Regions from separate parts of the Gossypium hirsutum genome. Here region 2 is linked to region 1. The links are chromatin contacts, called in public Hi-C maps. All regions are on one chromosome and are shown on one strand. The core of a region is the stretch at or near the end of the contact, and the rest is flanking DNA. Distances in the headings are between cores, read along the strand shown.

Region 1 (3,367 bases), core at 247-2,746:
ACAGTGAGGTTGGCATATTCCAAAAAACTAAGTCTTGTAATCCCTAAAACAAACACCCATTCAAGTGATTTCACTACCTTTTCATGATTCAACTTCACTACTTTAATTTTCTCAGCAACCAATCAAACAGCCAAGAACCATAACACAACAAATCTAATGGGCTAATTACTATGGAATCAGCAATTCCATTTTATCAGCAGCTAGCACATTGGAAAACAAGTAAGATTTTTCTTTATTCTTCATCAACTTGAGCAGCAGTCAATCTTCTTAATAAACCATATTTTGAAAAGAAAAGAAAAGTTCAAAATTTGTGTTTGATCTTATTTTTTCCCAACTTTCCCAGCAAAGTCATGGGGTACTTAAAATTTAATGAAAGGTTCCGTTTTAAAACAAACCCAGAGAATATATACAAACAAGATTCATGATATACTTCCATCTTCTTCATTTTTTTCTGTCAAACTTCCTCAGCTACCAAACAAGGAACCCAGAAAAAGGAAGTTGGTATTACCTGAGAAAACGAATACATGAGACTAGTACTGAGTGATCTCGGAGCAGACCAAGAATGGATGACTTCTATCGCTTCTTGCTTTGGGTCTGCCATGGATACTTGTTGGATATGGGAAAAAAAAGGCAATTCAGAGGAAAAACTGTGTAAATAGATGCTTCAGCTACGAATCTGATCTATTAACTTTCAACGAATTGATACATATTTTTAAAATTAATTTTTTATTTAATAAATTATGTTCTTTCGTTTTTTTAACTAATATTTCAATTATATATATTATTATAAATAAGAAAACACTATATTTGAGTAAATAATTGAAAAAAAGAAGTTGAAAGTTAAAAGAATGGGAAATGATATATATTTATTTTGTTTGCTAGCTAAAATTAATAAAGGAATGGAACGTTAAAAATATTTTATTACTTTTATTTGGTGAAGCTTTCAAAAGTAAAAAAAAATGCTTTTTTTAACTAACTTAAAAAAATTGATTAATTATGAAAATAAATCTTTGTAAAAGAACGATTCGTTTTTTTTACCGTGCACACTGATGTTACCGTACCCATTGGAGGCACCACCCCTAATAATAAAAATATGCTTTTTTTTAACTAACTTAAAAAATTGATTAACTATGAAAATGAATCTTTGAACAAGAACAATTTGTTTTTTACCGTGCACACTGGTGTTACCATACCCATTGTAGTTCACCAATCCACGAGACAATTCACGGCTGGCCTGTTCGCAGGTTAGTTCACACTACGCCTGTATGCTAGCCAATTAGCGTTCTTAGCCCACAAGCACTGTTTGTTGGCGGGGAGCTCACGATACACATCTTGCATTGTCAGCTCGCATGCATTCCTCACATACAGTACAACTCACATTACACAGCTCGCAAGCAACGTTCGCTGGCGGGGAGCTCGCATGCACTGCTCGCATACAATACAACTACATTACACATCTCGCTGGCGGGGAGCTTGTAGTATACAACTCACGATGCACTGCTTACCTACATAGAGCTCGTAGTTCACAGTTCACATGCATAGAGCTAGCACATCAAAGGCCCCATCTCGCACTTTGCCAATTCACAGATGTGCAAGTTGTGGCATGATTAGTCAATCTCCAACATGTACACAAAGGACTTAGTCTACTGTTAGTTTATGGGAAGCGAAAATCACGAAACCACTATAATGACAAAAAAAATCAAGGAACCACTAAGCTTAAAAATAGAAAAGATGTAAAGAACTGAATAGTATAAATAGGGAGTAAATTTCAGCACCAAGGAACAAAACTCGACAGAGAACACAATAGAATAGAATAGAACGAACACATGCAAAATTCGAGAGCAGAAAAATCAAAACACAAGAATGAGAGCATTGAGGCCAAGAACGGTGCAATGAGTTTTTGAGGAAGCAACGTGAGCTAGCTGCAGAAAACCACCGACGTTCAGCTAATCATCGAGTTATTCGAGTCAACTCGAATTTATTTTCAAATTTCAAGTTCGAATCGATTTTAATTTTCAAATTTAAATAACTTGAATAATTCGAATAAATTGAATATCAAACTATAATATTTTACATTTACTTCACCCCAATATATTTTAAACTATAATATTTTACATTTACTTCACCCCAATATATTTTCCCCCCATTTACTTCCCCTCTTCCCCCCAAATTTTACTCCCCTAACCCTCAAAACTTTTTATTTTCCTCCTAAACTTTTTATTTTCCTCCTAAACTTTTACTTTTAACCTTCACCCCTAAATAAAAAAATCATCCAAAAAAATTTCCTAAACCTAAATAGTAATAATTTTATTTATATCTATTATTTATATTATTAAATTAAATTTTACATTTTTTACTATTTAATATGTTTTTTAATTTCAAAATACACAAGTGACAAAAATCAGAAGATAATTGAATCAACTAAGTCAGCAAAGAAGCTAACTCGTATATAAAATATTAATAAATGAATTATGATAAGATGAAAGTTAATAACAAATTTGATTACGGTGAATGACAGTGGTTATAAGCATAATTTTTTTTTAATTTAACTCAAACAAATATATTCGATTCGATTTGATTCGAATTCCATCTCATTCGACTCGATTCGAGAAAATTTCAAATCGAGTTAGGATGATAAAATAGGATTTTTCAACTCGATTAACTCAAAGTTTTTTCATTCGATTCGATTCGATCAAACGCTCACCCCTAGCTAGAATATTTATGCATCCTTAGTATGAAATTATCGATGTTTTGCTAATAATGTTTTGTGGAATTGATTGTTTATTCATTCGAGTGGTTTTCACATTTAACACTTGCTTAAGCGTAGCTAATATTAGAAGGCAATTGAATTAATTATTACATTTAAGAATATGGTAATTAATAGACATACAACTCGAAAGGTGCATCTTTAGTTCTTCTACTAATTAAATTTGTAGCAGTATAGAAATATAATGTTACCTTGCATAATTCTTAGGAACAACGTCTGAAAATGTGATCTTGAGGATAACTTGGCATGGACATATGTTAAGGTGATTAAAAGATTTAACGTAGTGACTTCAAGAGAAGCTTACATCCAATGGATTTTGGATTAGTAAACTGCCATATCACCACAACATTTTACATCATTGCTTTCGATGATTGCATATTAAGGGGAAATAAATTTTCTAGCCTTTCATGTCATTATTATTGAAACTTGTGTCAATGTTTCACTGCTACTACATTTTGTATTATTGTTTTAATTTGTTTTGCATACTTAGGTTAATTTAATTTAAGTACTTATTAACTCAATTCACTCATATTTTCGTTACTTACCAAATTGGTTATTAGTTAATTTTACAATTATTATTTTAAATCAGTCCTTATAGAG
Region 2 (3,367 bases), core at 411-2,910, 77 kb before region 1:
TTTTTACAAATATATTTTTATATTATTTATTTTTTACATTATTATTTTTTAATAAAATTTTGAACTCCTGAAATTCCAGAAACTTAAAATTTTCCAGGATGATTATTTATCTAGAAAATCTAATTACAATTACTAATATTTTGAACTGAAAAAATTAATGTTGGAATTTGTTGAATGATCAAATTTATGCAAATATATATATATTTGTGTGTTGGTTACATTAATTAATTTACAAGGAAGGAAACTTAAACCCATTAATTTATGAGTTTATTTACCAAATGCTTAAATAAATTAATTATCATTTTATTAAAAAAATATATTTAATGCATTAATTTTACTGAATTAAAAAAAAATGCACTACATTTTCTTTAAAAAAATAGTTATTATCATTTCCTTCTAGAATTGCCACTCTTAAACAAAAATTCAAAATTTTCAATAAAAAACAGTAATTTGAAATTTATAGTTTTGATTGATATAAGCATTATTGTTAATGTAGGTAGATGTAAGCGCTGAAACGCATTATTTTTTATTTATGAATTAAGGAGGCACTATAAGTAATTTTTATAATTAGATTATTAAAAAAAATCTACTTACCAGTAATGTCATGAATACCTTCCAAAAAAAAAAGAGAAAAGAAAAGAGTTTGTGTGTTTATTTTTGTAAAACTTGTAAGCCTCCCTCCAAATCATTGAATTAAATTATTCAAAATTTAAACATTATTTTGTTTCAGGCCCTCTCAAGAAGTGTATGTGAAAATCAGACCGGACTGAATTGAAAATATTGGAAAATTTCAAAAGTTGAAAAAGGGAAAAGAAAAAAACAGTAAAATACCAGTTTCACCGTATGGCTGTGCAAGTTGGCAGGAGCCTGGAGGCATAAGCATGGTTTGTTTAAGCCTCCTTAGCTCAGGCTTATACACCCTATGATCCTCCACTTTCCTCAACAGATCTTCGCATCTGAATATCTCCTGCATCGGCCCACAGCTCCCCACAAAGACTGCGTACACCGCCCGTTTTACCTCCGGCGTCACCCACCCACTCTCTACCAATATATTCGCCACCACCAAATTCACTTGAAGCATAAACACATCCCTCATCCCGCTTTTCCCGCTCCACCCTTTGCAAGGCAGCTTCGCCACCACCACGTCCAGATCCTGGTACTTCTCCAGGGCTGGCATCGGAATCTCCGGACAATTCTGCTGGTTTTCATCGATCCGGAAGGGGAAAAAATCCTCCCATTTTCTCTTCTTGGAAACACGATCGAAGCGAACGTGGACGGTGCTAACAACTGAACCGGGTAGCTGATATTGGATTTCTTCATTGGAATTGATATTAACTAAACCGATTTTAATCTCCTTCTTACTATTAATCTCTTCTTGAAGAAGATCGAGGTTTCTGAAGCGTTGGTTGGAGGGAGGCGGATTGTGTTTAAAAGCATCGATGATGTTGTAATTTGATCTGGAAAATAAAACGAAAATGATCAAGGATAAAGAGAGAAGTGTTATTGAGAGAGTGAAGGATTTTTGGTTGCAATGGAAGGATTTGGAAGCCATTTTTGGAGTATTGATTCAATTTCTTAGAACGTTGAATGGGAAGAACCGAAGAAGAGAGTTTGAAGGGAAATATAACACGTGCATGGTTGTATTTACGTGGCTGTTCATTTTTATTTAAAACCTTACCTGCTTTCTCATTTTTACTTACTTTGGAAATATTTTTATGGTTTATAAATTTGTTGCCAAATACATTCATGCCATTTTTGTCCGTTTAGATTTTGGGGATTTTACGAATTTAGTTTTATGTTTCCACGTTTTTATTCATCATTTCATTGTAATTGCATTTAAATTTATTTACGATTTTATTTTTATCAGCTGTAGTTAAAGCCACATTCTTCTCCCATTCTCAAAATGGAGAATTTAAATTTTACTATTATTTATATATATTTTCTACTTCCCATCATTTTTTATTTGATTTAACATGTCTACACTACATAATAAAACTCTCTTTTAACACCTCTTATTATACACATTTATTATTTCATTTGTTTGTACAACACAAATTAATTGAATTAAAATATAAATTATTAGGGTAGTAATTATATTATCTTGTAATTACAAAAAAAAATTATAATTTTAATTAATAGAGTATAGTTACATCATAATTCCACATATCATGTTTGATAGTACGAAATTATAATTACATCATTTATATTTTTGAAAATTTATCAATACAATAATTTTTTTTAAACAAGTAACAATAATCAAAACCAAATCATTATATAAAATATATTAATCCAATAAAGTAGTTTTTAATCATCATATAAAATAAACATTTCTTTTTATTTTTTTATATATTATAAAAACAATATTATTAATTTTCTCTTAATTCTAAACTTTAAAAAATATATAAATACATAAATAATTTAATATATATATAAATAAAAATATGGTTTTTCACAATGGAGCACAATGATCCGGTGTATAGTTGGCAATGGAGTTCCAGAAATAGCAGCTGAAGTAGTAAAAATGGCAACTCCTTTGAAAGGTTGTTGACACTGTCTTTGATGTGATAAGGTTTTTGACTAAAAAACGCGATGGGGTGGTCATCTTGAGATAGAACGGCGCCAATGCCTATACCCGACGCATCCGTTTCCAAAGTGAAGGGCTTAGAAAAATACGGAAGCTGGAGTACGGGGGCTGAGGCCAACAATTTTTGCAATTTGGAGAAAGCCAAGCCTGCTGCAGATGTCCAAACAAAAGCATCCTTTTTAACTAGATCCGTCAATAGGCCCGCTATGGTTGCATAATGTTGGATAAAACGTCGGTAATATCTAGCCAGACCCAAGAAAGCGCGCACGTATTTAACTATTGTGGGAGTGGGCCAGCTGACAATTACTTTAATTTTGTCTGGGTTGACCACAACACCCTAGGCTGAAATAATATGGCCCAAGTAGTGTTTTGTCCAAATAAGCATTTGGACTGTTTACTACCGATTGGTGAGAACGCAAGAGCTGCAAAACCTGTCAAAGATGGTCCAGATGCAGGGCCCAAATTGCACTGTATATCAATATGTCGTCGAAGAAGGCAAGAACAAATTGTCGAAGAAATGGTCGGAAAACCTCATTCATCAGTGCTTGAAAGGTAAAGGGTGCGTTTTTAAGACCAAACGACATTACCAAGAATTCGTAATGCCTGTCGTGAGTTCAAAAAGCCATTTTAAATTCATCACTAGCACGAATTCGGATTTGATGGTATTCGGCTAAAAGTTCCAAGTTGGAAAAATATCGAGCTATATGTAATTCGTCAAATAATTCATATATTGATGGAATAGGAAAACGGTCACGAATCATAACAGCGTTGAGAGCATGGTAG

The links. Hi-C and Micro-C count contacts between places; a contact is called where the count stands out from the background.
Region 2: a Hi-C map of leaf shows a contact between it and region 1, with 1.8 times the contacts expected there. The contact joins the promoter of LOC107894493 here to the enhancer-like site in region 1. A contact is called at or near these places in 4 of 34 Hi-C or Micro-C datasets (hypocotyl and leaf).

Annotation. Positions count from the first base shown.
Region 1 is chrA13:75,801,425-75,804,791 of Gossypium_hirsutum_v2.1, reverse strand. It overlaps the pseudogene LOC107893590. Among protein-coding and RNA genes, the nearest start is that of LOC107893592, 23 kb to the right of the region's middle. Within about 2 kb of position 1,496, at least 8 of the 9 cell types and tissues checked have an H3K27ac peak or open chromatin away from gene starts, as enhancers often do. A contact at or near this core is called in hypocotyl and leaf, where this site is marked.
Region 2 is chrA13:75,878,582-75,881,948 of Gossypium_hirsutum_v2.1, reverse strand. LOC107894493 (putative UDP-glucuronate:xylan alpha-glucuronosyltransferase 4) reads right to left here and starts at 1,660. Exons shown (of 2, transcript XM_016819763.2): 1 at 832-1,660. The coding sequence starts at 1,552.